2 separate regions of the Mus musculus genome follow, and region 2 is linked to region 1. Evidence: chromatin contacts called from public HiChIP or PLAC-seq data. All regions are on one chromosome and are shown on one strand. The core of a region is the stretch at or near the end of the contact, and the rest is flanking DNA. Distances in the headings are between cores, read along the strand shown. Region 1 overlaps Qpct (glutaminyl-peptide cyclotransferase (glutaminyl cyclase)). Region 2 overlaps Gm41625 (a long non-coding RNA gene).

Evidence for each region. HiChIP or PLAC-seq counts read pairs in DNA pulled down with a chosen protein or histone mark.
Region 2: an H3K27ac HiChIP or PLAC-seq map of embryonic stem cells shows a contact between it and region 1, with 4 times the contacts expected there. The contact joins two enhancer-like sites. A contact is called at or near these places in 1 of 484 Hi-C or Micro-C datasets (bone marrow-derived macrophages), 2 of 115 datasets of contacts at active chromatin or transcription factors (both in embryonic stem cells) and 1 of 9 other capture datasets (embryonic stem cells).

Annotation. Positions count from the first base shown.
Region 1 is chr17:79,057,883-79,063,045 of GRCm38.p6, forward strand. The region is part of intron 1 of Qpct (glutaminyl-peptide cyclotransferase (glutaminyl cyclase)); the gene reads left to right. Among named protein-coding and RNA genes, the nearest start is that of Qpct, 8.6 kb to the left of the region's middle. Within about 2 kb of position 2,584, at least 2 of the 459 cell types and tissues checked have an H3K27ac peak or open chromatin away from gene starts, as enhancers often do. A contact at or near this core is called in embryonic stem cells, where this site is marked.
Region 2 is chr17:79,966,453-79,971,615 of GRCm38.p6, forward strand. The region is part of intron 2 of Gm41625 (a long non-coding RNA gene); the gene reads right to left. Among named protein-coding and RNA genes, the nearest start is that of Gm41625, 13 kb to the right of the region's middle. Within about 2 kb of position 2,694, at least 26 of the 459 cell types and tissues checked have an H3K27ac peak or open chromatin away from gene starts, as enhancers often do. A contact at or near this core is called in embryonic stem cells, where this site is marked.

The DNA of each region.
Region 1 (5,163 bases), core at 1,334-3,833:
AGCCTTCAAACTGAGCAAACTGAACCTTTCCTTTCTTAAACTGTGATTGAATGGCACTGTGCCCCAGCAACTTGGGAAGGAGCAAATAGAGAGATCATGAAGGCTGATTTATTTCATTCTTGCTTTTCTGAAGTCTTGTGAGATTTTCCAAGTTCCTGTAAAGCATGTATTTAAACATGACTTTGATTTCCTTTCACTGTGGACATGAAGAACACAGCCCACAGTGACTAGGTTGGCTCTGGGGTTGGCACAGTGGGCAGCGAATAGGAAAGAAGCCATCGATAAAATAGTTGTGTAAGAGAGAATAGTAATTCATTTATTTATGCAGTGTGGGTAGAAGGAGGAATATGAAAGGGTATCTTGCTGGAGTCAGTTCCTTCCTACAATAGAGAATCTGGGGATTGGACTCGGGCTTCAACAGTGAATACCTTTAACCACAGAGACACATCGTGCCCCTGAAACAGATTCTGACATGAAAGTTTACATCTGTCATCATTACTGCCCTGGGCCAAGCCAAGGAGCTGTCAGTTGTCTGAAGCATTGTGCAGAAGTTTAAAAGAAGCAAAGCTGACAAGCACGGAACTAGGATGTCCCCTTGCAACAGGCAGCCACCTGGAACCAGGCCATGTCTTGTCCCCTTGTGCCAGGCAGCCACATGTCTCTTCTGGCTTTTATGCCTGTCTATGAATTCAGCTAGTTTAGTATTTACGAAGACAGAGGTGTGACTCTTACGCCTTTATTATATAAACACGTTTATAGCTGCAGAAGTTTTAGAAAAATACTTAGTTTGTCTCTCCATTACTTGAAATTACCCAGTAGTTACCAGGTGCTCAATGTGAGCCACACCCCTGCGACTCTGGAGAGAGGCAGGAAACTGGGAGAGGGTTCTAGCTTTCCTGGAGCTCCTGACTTATGTGAAATACAGATATGAAACACGACACCCGAGAACAGTCTTCAGGCAGGAGCATGAAGAAGACAGGCATTTTGAAGGTGAAGAGACACGGAAACAGTTTGAAGGGCAGACTGCATTGCTGAGGTGCCGAGACCCTAAGGAGTAGATCTCAAAGTGGCTGGGTGCTAGGGTGACCAAAGTGGGATGAATGGGAGCCTGCAGCTCATGCTGGGGCTTGCAAGGCAGTGGGAGAGACACACAGGCATTTGTTGGGAAGGAACAACCATGCAGATCCCCCTTTCTGCCCCCATTTACTTTGGCTCACACTTCACACTTTTTTCCCCTTTAGATTCAGCTTTCTTGTTCAAATGCTGTTTAATTCTAACACGAGGACTTAGACATTGGAGGCACTAAGGAATTTAAAGGCTTCAGTAGAAGTTTGTTTAGAAAATATATCTATCTGTTGCATAGGGCTACATAAGGCCATTTCCATGCAAGTGTGTAATATACTTTAAGCATAGTCTACCTCCGGTGCTCTGCAAGTGTTCCTCCCAGACACACTCAGAGACCCCTTTGCTCCTCCTTCCTCCCCCCTCCCCCTGTTTGGTTTCCACTCTCATGGCATGTCATCTTATGAGTTTATGTCTATGGTTTCTAGTCAAATCTGTTTTTCCCCAGGGAACGACATTTGAAAGAAATATACTTCTTAATGTGTGTCTGTGTGTGTGTGTGTGTGTGTGTGTGTGTGTGTCTGTGTGTGTGTATGTATGTATGTATGTATGTGTGTGTGTGTGTGTGTGTGTGTGTACCATTGCACCTATGTGGAGCTCAGAGGACAACATGCAGGAGATGGTTTTCTCCTTCCACCATGTGGGTTCAAGGGATTGAACTTAGGTTCCCAAGACTTGACAGTAGCTGTCTGTACCCATTGTGTCATCTCCCTGTCCCCTAGAAATATGCTTTAAAGTGTATTATTCCCAAGAACAAAACCAAAACCTTAATACATTCAGTTACGGTATCAATATTCAAGAGTAAAGCAGAAGTGAGGAAATGAAGCAGAACACTGAATGCTGGGTTAGAAATCCTCCTGCCGGGATTTACTTTACGTATTTACCTTTAACTCTCTACCGTTGGTTTTTACAGACCTCAGTTCCCATTGGTGGAGGTCAGGGGGTTGGACTAGTTATCTCTAAGTGACATATCCAGGTCTCACATTCTATACTAGTTTACTGTACGATGGGGGAAATTAGCACCCTGGGTATTTACTAGGCAATCTGTATGCTTTGGCTCGTTTAGTCCTAAGTACCTTCGGGTGCAGGTACTATCACCTCCATTTTTCAGACAAGGAAATGGAGCCTTGATAAGGTTAAGTAACATAGCCAGAGTTACTGCTAGTGGTGGGTGCTAAGTTGAAAGGCTGTATCTGATCCAATAGCCTGTGCTCTTTGCATGATAAACACTGGAGAGAAACACTGCGTTATTTCAAAGTCTAGAGGGATCTAAGCAACGAGGCAGCAGCAGTCAGTATTTCTACAGTGTTTCATTAGCCGTGTGGGTGGTTCATGTGGAGTGAATTACCTGCATGATTATTTAATGTATCCAGTAAACACTAATCCTGGAAGGAACTGCAGGATGGGCGGAGTCTCCCAATTTCTGTTTTGCATTCCAAAGAATGTCCCTACCACCGTTCTCCTCATTCTCCTTAGGGAAGAACTGGTTTGAGCAACCATTCATTTCCCTTTGAGCAGAAGTGCCACAATCCCTAGGAGTGTCTGATGAACTTGTAATGAATGGCTGATTCATCATTTTGGGTGTCCTAAGACAAGTTCAGCATGTGTAAGGTCATATTCAGGATACACATTTGAACATTAGGTCTACTGAGCTTTTAAAGTTTTATTTTAATATGTAAATGTACTAAAGAGTATTAAAACCTTAATAGACTATAAGATAATTAGGTTGATGATGGAAAAGAGTTCCTATTTAGCCAGCTTTACAATTGTCAGACTCACATTGAGAGGGGCATCATTCATCCCGGGTACACACTGATAGAAATTGAGGGCCAGGAAGAAGGCTCAGTGCGTAAAAGTGCTTGCTGTGCAAACATGAGGACATGAGTTTGAACCCTCAGAATCCATGCAAGAGCCAGGCAGAGTGTGAGAGATGAGAGATTGAGACAGGAAAAGCCCCAAAGTGTGTAGGCATCGAGCCTGGTATCATTTTGTTTTTAAGGCCTGTTTTTATTTTATATTATGTATATCCTCCTTAGGCTTACTATGGCTGGGATGAAACATCATGACCAAAGCAGCTTGGGGAGGGAGGAAAGGGTTTATTTAAGCTTATACTTTCAGGTGACAGTCCATCACTGAGGGATAGTCAGGGCAGGAACTTAAACATGGCAGGAGCTGATGCAGAGGCCTTGGAGGGATGCTGCTTACTGGCTCGCTCCTTGTGGCTTGCTCAGCCTGCTTTCTTATAGAACCTAGAACCACCAGCAAAAGGATGGCACCACCTATAATAGGCTGGGCCCTTCCCCAGCAATCCCTAATTACAAAAATGTCCTGCAGGCTTGCCTACAGCCTGATCTTGTGGAGGCATTTTCCCAGTTGGGGGGGTTCCTCCTCTCAGATAACTCTAGCTTGTGTCAAGTTGACATAAAATCAGCCAGCACCCCAGCACTTGGGAGGCAGAGGCAGGTAGATTTCTGAGTTCGAGGCCAGCCTGGTCTACAGAGTGAGTTCCAGGACAGCCAGGGCTACACAGAGAAACCCTGTCTCGAAAAACAAACAACAACAACAACAACAACAAAATCAGCCAGCACAATGTATGTGTGTGCATTCTGTCTGCATGTATGCCTGTACCATTAGTGTGCCTGATACATACAGAAACCAGAAGAAGGCATTGGGTCCTGCCAGAACTGAAGGTTTAGACGCTTATAAGCCACCATATAGGTGCTGGGAATTAAAACCTTGTCTTCTATAAGAGCAGCCAGTGCTCTTCTCTTCAGCCCCAAGAATGAAATTTAAAATATTCTAGTATCTACATTAAGAGGTTAAGGTTGGAATTAATTTTAACAAATATTTCACTTATAGCATAGTAAAAACTGTTTCATCACATACCCAGAGAAATATAAATGACATAATTCTATTTTTATAAAAAGGTCTTTAAAAGTGATGTATTTTCCAGATGTGGTGGTACACGCTTTTAATCCCAGAGCTTGGTAGATGGAGGCCAGCCTGGTCTACATAATGCACTCCAGATCAGCCAAGGACACACAGTGAGACATTGTCTCAAAAAACAAAAACAAAAACAAAAACAAAAACAAATCCAAACGCCCCAAACCTGGTGTATACATTGCACTTGAAGCACACCTCGATTTTCTACTTTTCAAGTCTTAATAGTCACAAATGGCTCGTAGTCTCCTGTACTGGACAGTGCAGATCTAGAACAACTAGAGAACTGGCTGACGTCATGGCGTCTGCACATGGCAGCTGGAGGTCTTGCTTAGGCCTCCCTGCCTTGCCGTTCTGAAGTGCCTCTCTGCCTGTTATAAAACAGCTCTACTGACAGTGTGTTTCTTTGCTGTCTTCAGCTTTTTAAATATTACATTTTCTTCAGATAATAATCTCAAAATTGTTATGTTGTTGTTGTTATGTTGTTGTTTTGACATAGGGTTCTATTGCGGTAAATCTCCAACCCAATTATGCCTGGCAATGAAAACAAAACTCAATTAATATGATTACATGCTGTGAGCCTAGATTGGGCAGATCTACTGCTACACTACCATCTTCCACATGAGACCCCGTAGAACTTGCGGTTTCTCCAGGCCATGTGCTTCTGCTCTGCTTTTCTTCTTCTTCTTCTTCTTCTTCTTCTTCTTCTTCTTCTTCTTCTTCTTCTTCTTCTTCTTCTTCTTCTTCTTCTTCTTCTTCTTCTTCTTCCTCTTCCTCTTCCTCTTCCTCTTCCTCTTCCTCTTCCTCTTCCTCTTCCTCTTCCTCTTCCTCTTCCTCTTCCTCTTCCTCTTCCTCTTCCTCTTCCTCTTCCTCTTCCTCTTCCTCTTCCTCTTCCTCTTCCTCTTCCTCTTCCTCTTCCTCTTCCTCTTCCTCTTCCTCTTCCTCTTCCTCTTCCTCCTCCTCCTCCTCCTCCTCCTCCTCCTCCTCCTCCTCCTCCTCCTCCTCCTCCTCCTCCTCCTCTGCATCCTCTCCCTCTTCCATTTTCTCCTTCTCTCCCTCCCCTCACCTTTTGCTCCACCTTCCCATCATCAGCTCTTCTTT
Region 2 (5,163 bases), core at 1,444-3,943, 910 kb after region 1:
AACTGTATTGGAATCCAGTCATATTTATTAATTTCAGTCTTGTCTGTGGCTGCTTGCATGCGGCAAGTTGTACAGTTCTATCAGAGACTGTCCCACAAAGCCAAAAATAAAGAAATCTCCATGCCTGGCGTGGTGGCACACGCCTTCAATCCCAGCACTTGAGAGGCAGAGGCAGGAGGATTTCTGAGTTTGAGGCCAGCCTGGTCTACAAAGTGAGTTCCAGGACAGCCAGGGCTATACAAAGAAACCCTGTCTCGAAAAACAAAGCAAAAAAAGAAAAAGAAAGAAAGAAAGAAAGAAAGAAAGAAAGAAAGAAAGAAAGAAAGAAAGAAAGAAAGAAAGAAAGAAATCTCCAATCCTCGAACTAGAGGAAGGAGATAATTGCAGACACAGATAAATTCTGTGAAATTAAAGAGCAAGGTTGGAATTTATCGAGGCGGTTATGAAGCTGGTCTGAGCAGGGGAAGCTCACCCTGCCTTAGAGAGCCTCCTTCAAGTTTATAATCCTTGAAAGACCACCCTTGGTTAACTGGTTACTTGGTTACTGGAGCATCTTCAGTTTTCACTGCGATGTGGGCATAACTACAGGAAAATGAAGGTGTGTCCGTCACATTTCTATCTCCGGCCCACCAGTCCCAGCCCATCAAGCTGCCCAGGTGTATTGCCCCAAATTAGTCTACTTGTAACTTCTGGGGCCCTGCCCCCAACTAGTTCTGATTGGTAAATAAAGATGCCAGCAGCCAATAGCTGGGGAGAAAAGAAAGGGGTGGGGTTTTAGGAGTCCCGGACTTGGAACCAAGTGGAAGGAGGAAGGAGGAAGGAGGAAGAAGGAGATCCGCTATTCCTCGGTATAGTGTGAAGGAGAATAGGAGAGGAGAGATGCCCTGGCTGAGGTGTGAGCAAGAGAGAGCAACAGAGTTGCCATGTGAGGAGGCCAAGAGGACGTGGTCCAGAGGGCTGCCCAACTGGATCTAGAGCAGCCAAAATAGAACATAGAAATTAGTAAGTGGTAACTCGGAATTATCAGTGAGAGGTAGAGTCTAGCAACATAGAGGTTAGGCAGTGGTCCAGCTATTGTGCTGCTTAAGGCATATTTAAATATAAAGTCTGCTTGTGTGTCTTTCACTGGGGACCATAAACCACTGAGGCAGGAAACAACCTCACACAAGGATTTATTTATAAATATTAATTCTACACAGTTGTTCCACTCTCCCCGGCTGCCCTCTGATAATGCCCCTGTGTTTGTCAAGGGTGGAGGGTTCAACATGGAGTCATGTTCCCTGTAGCGCTCACTCTCAGAGACCGAGTGTCTGTCTTTCTTCGACCCAGAGTTCCAGCAAGTTAGCTTGGAACCAAAGCAAACCGCAGAGATCTATTCCACGGATGCTCTGTGAAATACTCACTCATCGCCACCCCTTCCCCCTCCCCCTGACATCCCTGCCACATCCCCCTCCCCACTGTACCAGGAGATGGGATCAGAAAACTGCACTGCCTTCCACCCATGCAAAACTCTCAGCTCTCTTTCTGCTCCTCCCGTCTCCTTTCCCTATGCTAAATGGCTCAGGCAAATTGTGCCTGTATGGAATCATAGTGGGGTAATGTAGTTTGCCTTATAATCTGTAGTACAGCCCTGTTTGGTGTATGTGTGCGGATGTCTTGCTATACAGCCCTGACTGACCTCAAGCTTAAGGTAGTCCCCCTGCCCATGCCTCCTAAGTACTGAGCCTACAGGTAGGCATCACCGTGTCTGGCGTGATACCATCTCTTTAGCATTTTCTAATCTACTAGCCAGTTGACTACCCATTCATTCCCTTGCCTTTATAATTCCAGCTCACTTAAGTACACAGTCAAACCTTGAAAGGCTCCTAGACGAGACCCAGGCAGGTCTATGAAGGGTATCAACCCCATGCCAGTTTCTAATGCTCAGCATGCCAGAGAGGTACCAGGGACCTAGAAAAGTACTTGCTGATCAGGTTCTTGCTTCTGGCTGTCTGCAGGACACAAAAGCTTGCCCCTAATGTCCTGCCTAGATCTAGGCTGTCCCAGATCATCCTGCATTGGCTTTAAAGTGTGTGGTTTCCCAATCCTATGTGAACCCGGCCACCAGGCTCTGCACTCCTGCCAGACCCCCATTGCAGTTATTGCTAAGCCTTGCCTGAGAGTCACATGCCCACTGGACTTCACACGTTGGGCCAAGACTCCCATCATTCCTCCTCACTGGTGCTTTATTATCCTGGTTGTCATGTTGGTGGGCTTTGGAGCCAACCCAAGAGACACATCTCCGGGCTTGTCTGTAAAGAATTACCAGAGATCAGCTGAGGTGGACAGACCCACCCTGGATACCGCTGGCCTTGTTCCTGGTGCCTCACCGGGTAGAATCGGATTCAGTAAAGTGACAGAAAGGAACGGAGCTCATGCATTCGCCTCTCCCTGTGTCCTGACTACATGGGGCGATGTGGCCAGACACCTCCCACTCCTACCTCCACGCCTTCCCTCAAACCATGAGACAACAGAAACTTCCTTATCATGTTGTGTTAGCGGGTGTTTTTGTCCCAGCTACAAGAAAACGATAATAAATCCTTGACACCCTAATCTAAAAAGCAATTCTTCCACCCCCTGCCTTAGCCCAGAATCTGTCCCCAGCTTGCACAAGGGAGGAGTTAGGCACTGTGCAACCTCACTGCACCCAGTGAGCTTTTCCAGTCTGGCTACTCTCCTCACCCTGACTAGTACTTGCCACTAAGATGCTGGCATGGCTCCACGGCTACCCCACTGAACTACCACAGTACCTGGGGTCATGGCTTGCTTCCACTCTCTACCAATGTGGGGAGCTAGGTAGAAGGGCAAAATAATGGCAGATACCATGCCATCTCTACGACGGGCTCAGCATCAAACAAAAAGGCAAGCAGTGGCCATTGGGTGCAAGAGACACAGCTGGGGAATGGGATGGCAGACCAGCCTCCCTCCCCAGGGCAACATCTGGGTCTGCCTCTGTAAGGACTCAAAAAAGAAAAGAGAAGACTTGCATACAGGGCTCCCAAGCCAGGGACCCAGGCTCCCTACCGTTTCCACACCTACTCCCATAACTCATGAGTTTATCCAGTTTCTCTGCGGTCTCTCTGCCCCTCCTCAACCAGGAAGTGATTATACTAAGTAGATTTTGGTTTTGAATGGCTTTGACCTTGTGAGGCCTTCCGTTCTCCAGAACTGGTTTTTTTCTGAGAGTCTGTGTTCACTTTTAATCCAATCAGCGAAGGTGGAGTTGAGTTTACTCCTGCTGACTTCTAATCCTCCAAGACAAAACGAAAATATATGCAAAATGTATGAGGAAATGGTAAAGTATAGTACACACCATTCCCCACCCCCACCCCCAGCAAAGGGGGAATTCTCAGAGGCTGGAGGGGTTGGGGGAAGGGCGGCAGGGCCTTCATCTGACGGGAAGTCAGATAGGTAACTCTCAGGCAAGAAGAACCACCTAACACTCAAAGACTTGACCCTGTGTTTGCTCAGAGCAAATGCATTTCAAGCGAGGGCTGTCAAAGGAGAATGCGTTTGCAAGCCAGTTGAAATTTAAAGTAAACCTCAGCAGGTCAATGAGAGGCCTTCCCTAAAAAGGCAGTCAGACTCCCAGCAACCGCGCTTCGGAAACTCTGATAGTGTCCTATGCTGTCCAAAAGGCTCTCGCGGTTTTAACTCCAAATAGGCTGGCACACAAATAGGAAGTGGAAAACTTGGGGAGTTGGGATGATCGGATCCTACTTGGACATATGGGAAAGCTTGAAGAAACACAGTATATGGTAGCAACTGAGAAAAAAAAAAACGAGCTCTGAGGGTTGCACTGCAGTGTGAAAGAGGCTTAGAATGGACACGCTATGGTCTCAGCAGGTCCACACCTGTCAGTCCTGCTGGTGATGCCCAGGAGAGGGAGGGGGCAATCAGGAGAGAGAAGTCCTCTCTTCACTACTGCTATCCAACACCATTCGAGACTATTAAGGCACCATGTTCCCAAAGATCTAAGTCTTCTGATACCACACGAGACTCCAATCCCTTTTGTTGGCGTCTCAGCAAGCACTGGCTTTAGATAAGATTATTTTTAATTCTTTCCATTATGAAATAATTCACACACAAAGAAGTATATAACACTACATAGATGCAGATTTTAAAGAAGAGTTAAAACTAAGAGGCAGAAGCAGGTAGATCTCTGTGAGTTTGAGGCCAGCCTGGTCTGCGTGTGAGTTCCAGGACAGCCAGGAATGATAGGATATGTGGGGCAATGGGCCTTGCCAGGAAACCTAATAAGACTGAGTGGGCTGGAAGCCCTGGAACACAGAAGGGACAGTAGCAGCTTCACCTGCTGCCGACCAGACCCCTGTCACATGACCACAGCACCCCCATGGAGAGGATTGTGGCCATCAGTCACATAGGGGCAGTGCCCCCAAGCCCCTCCACATGCAGATGAGGTATCCCTAACATCTCAGACCAAGCCAATAGGAAGCACCTGCTGCGGGACCCCAACCCACCCCAAAAATGTATATAAGATTCTATCCAGAAGGAATAAAGCTGTGTGAGAACTACTGCATCTCTGAGAGCGGCTGTCCTATAGGAGCTGTAACACTCCCTGGGGAAGAGAGCACTCTCCCGAAGCCCTCTCCTAATCAAAGCTCTTCTGCAAACCAGCCCCGGGGTAGGGGTGGGGAGGTTGCACTTTCCTCTCCCTGCTCGAGCCCTCTCCACTTCATGCCAGGCCAGAGATCTCTTTGGATAGCACCAAGGATATAGGAAAAATCCTATCTCAAAAGAAGAAAAAGCAAAAAGAAAAGCTGAGCATCCAAGCACATACCACCCAGCTTAGCTGAGAGTGGACACTGCTAGTCCTTGGACACTGCCTCTAGGTTGGACCCTCAGCTGTCCCACTTCCTCTTCCCAAGAGGACAAACCACTGACCTGACACTGGGGTCACTCGTACCCTAACCCTTCCTCTATACTTTTAGTCCGTTTGGTAGGGATCCCTGTCTAGCGACGGCTGCCTTTAAACAGGAAGGGAACCGGAGGAAACCGGAAGAGCTGTGGTCTCTTCAATTTGCTCCTTACTCTGTGGTTTATTTCCCGTTTTCTCCAGACTCGCGTGTAGCCCAGGCTACCCTCAAACTTTGGATCCCCTTG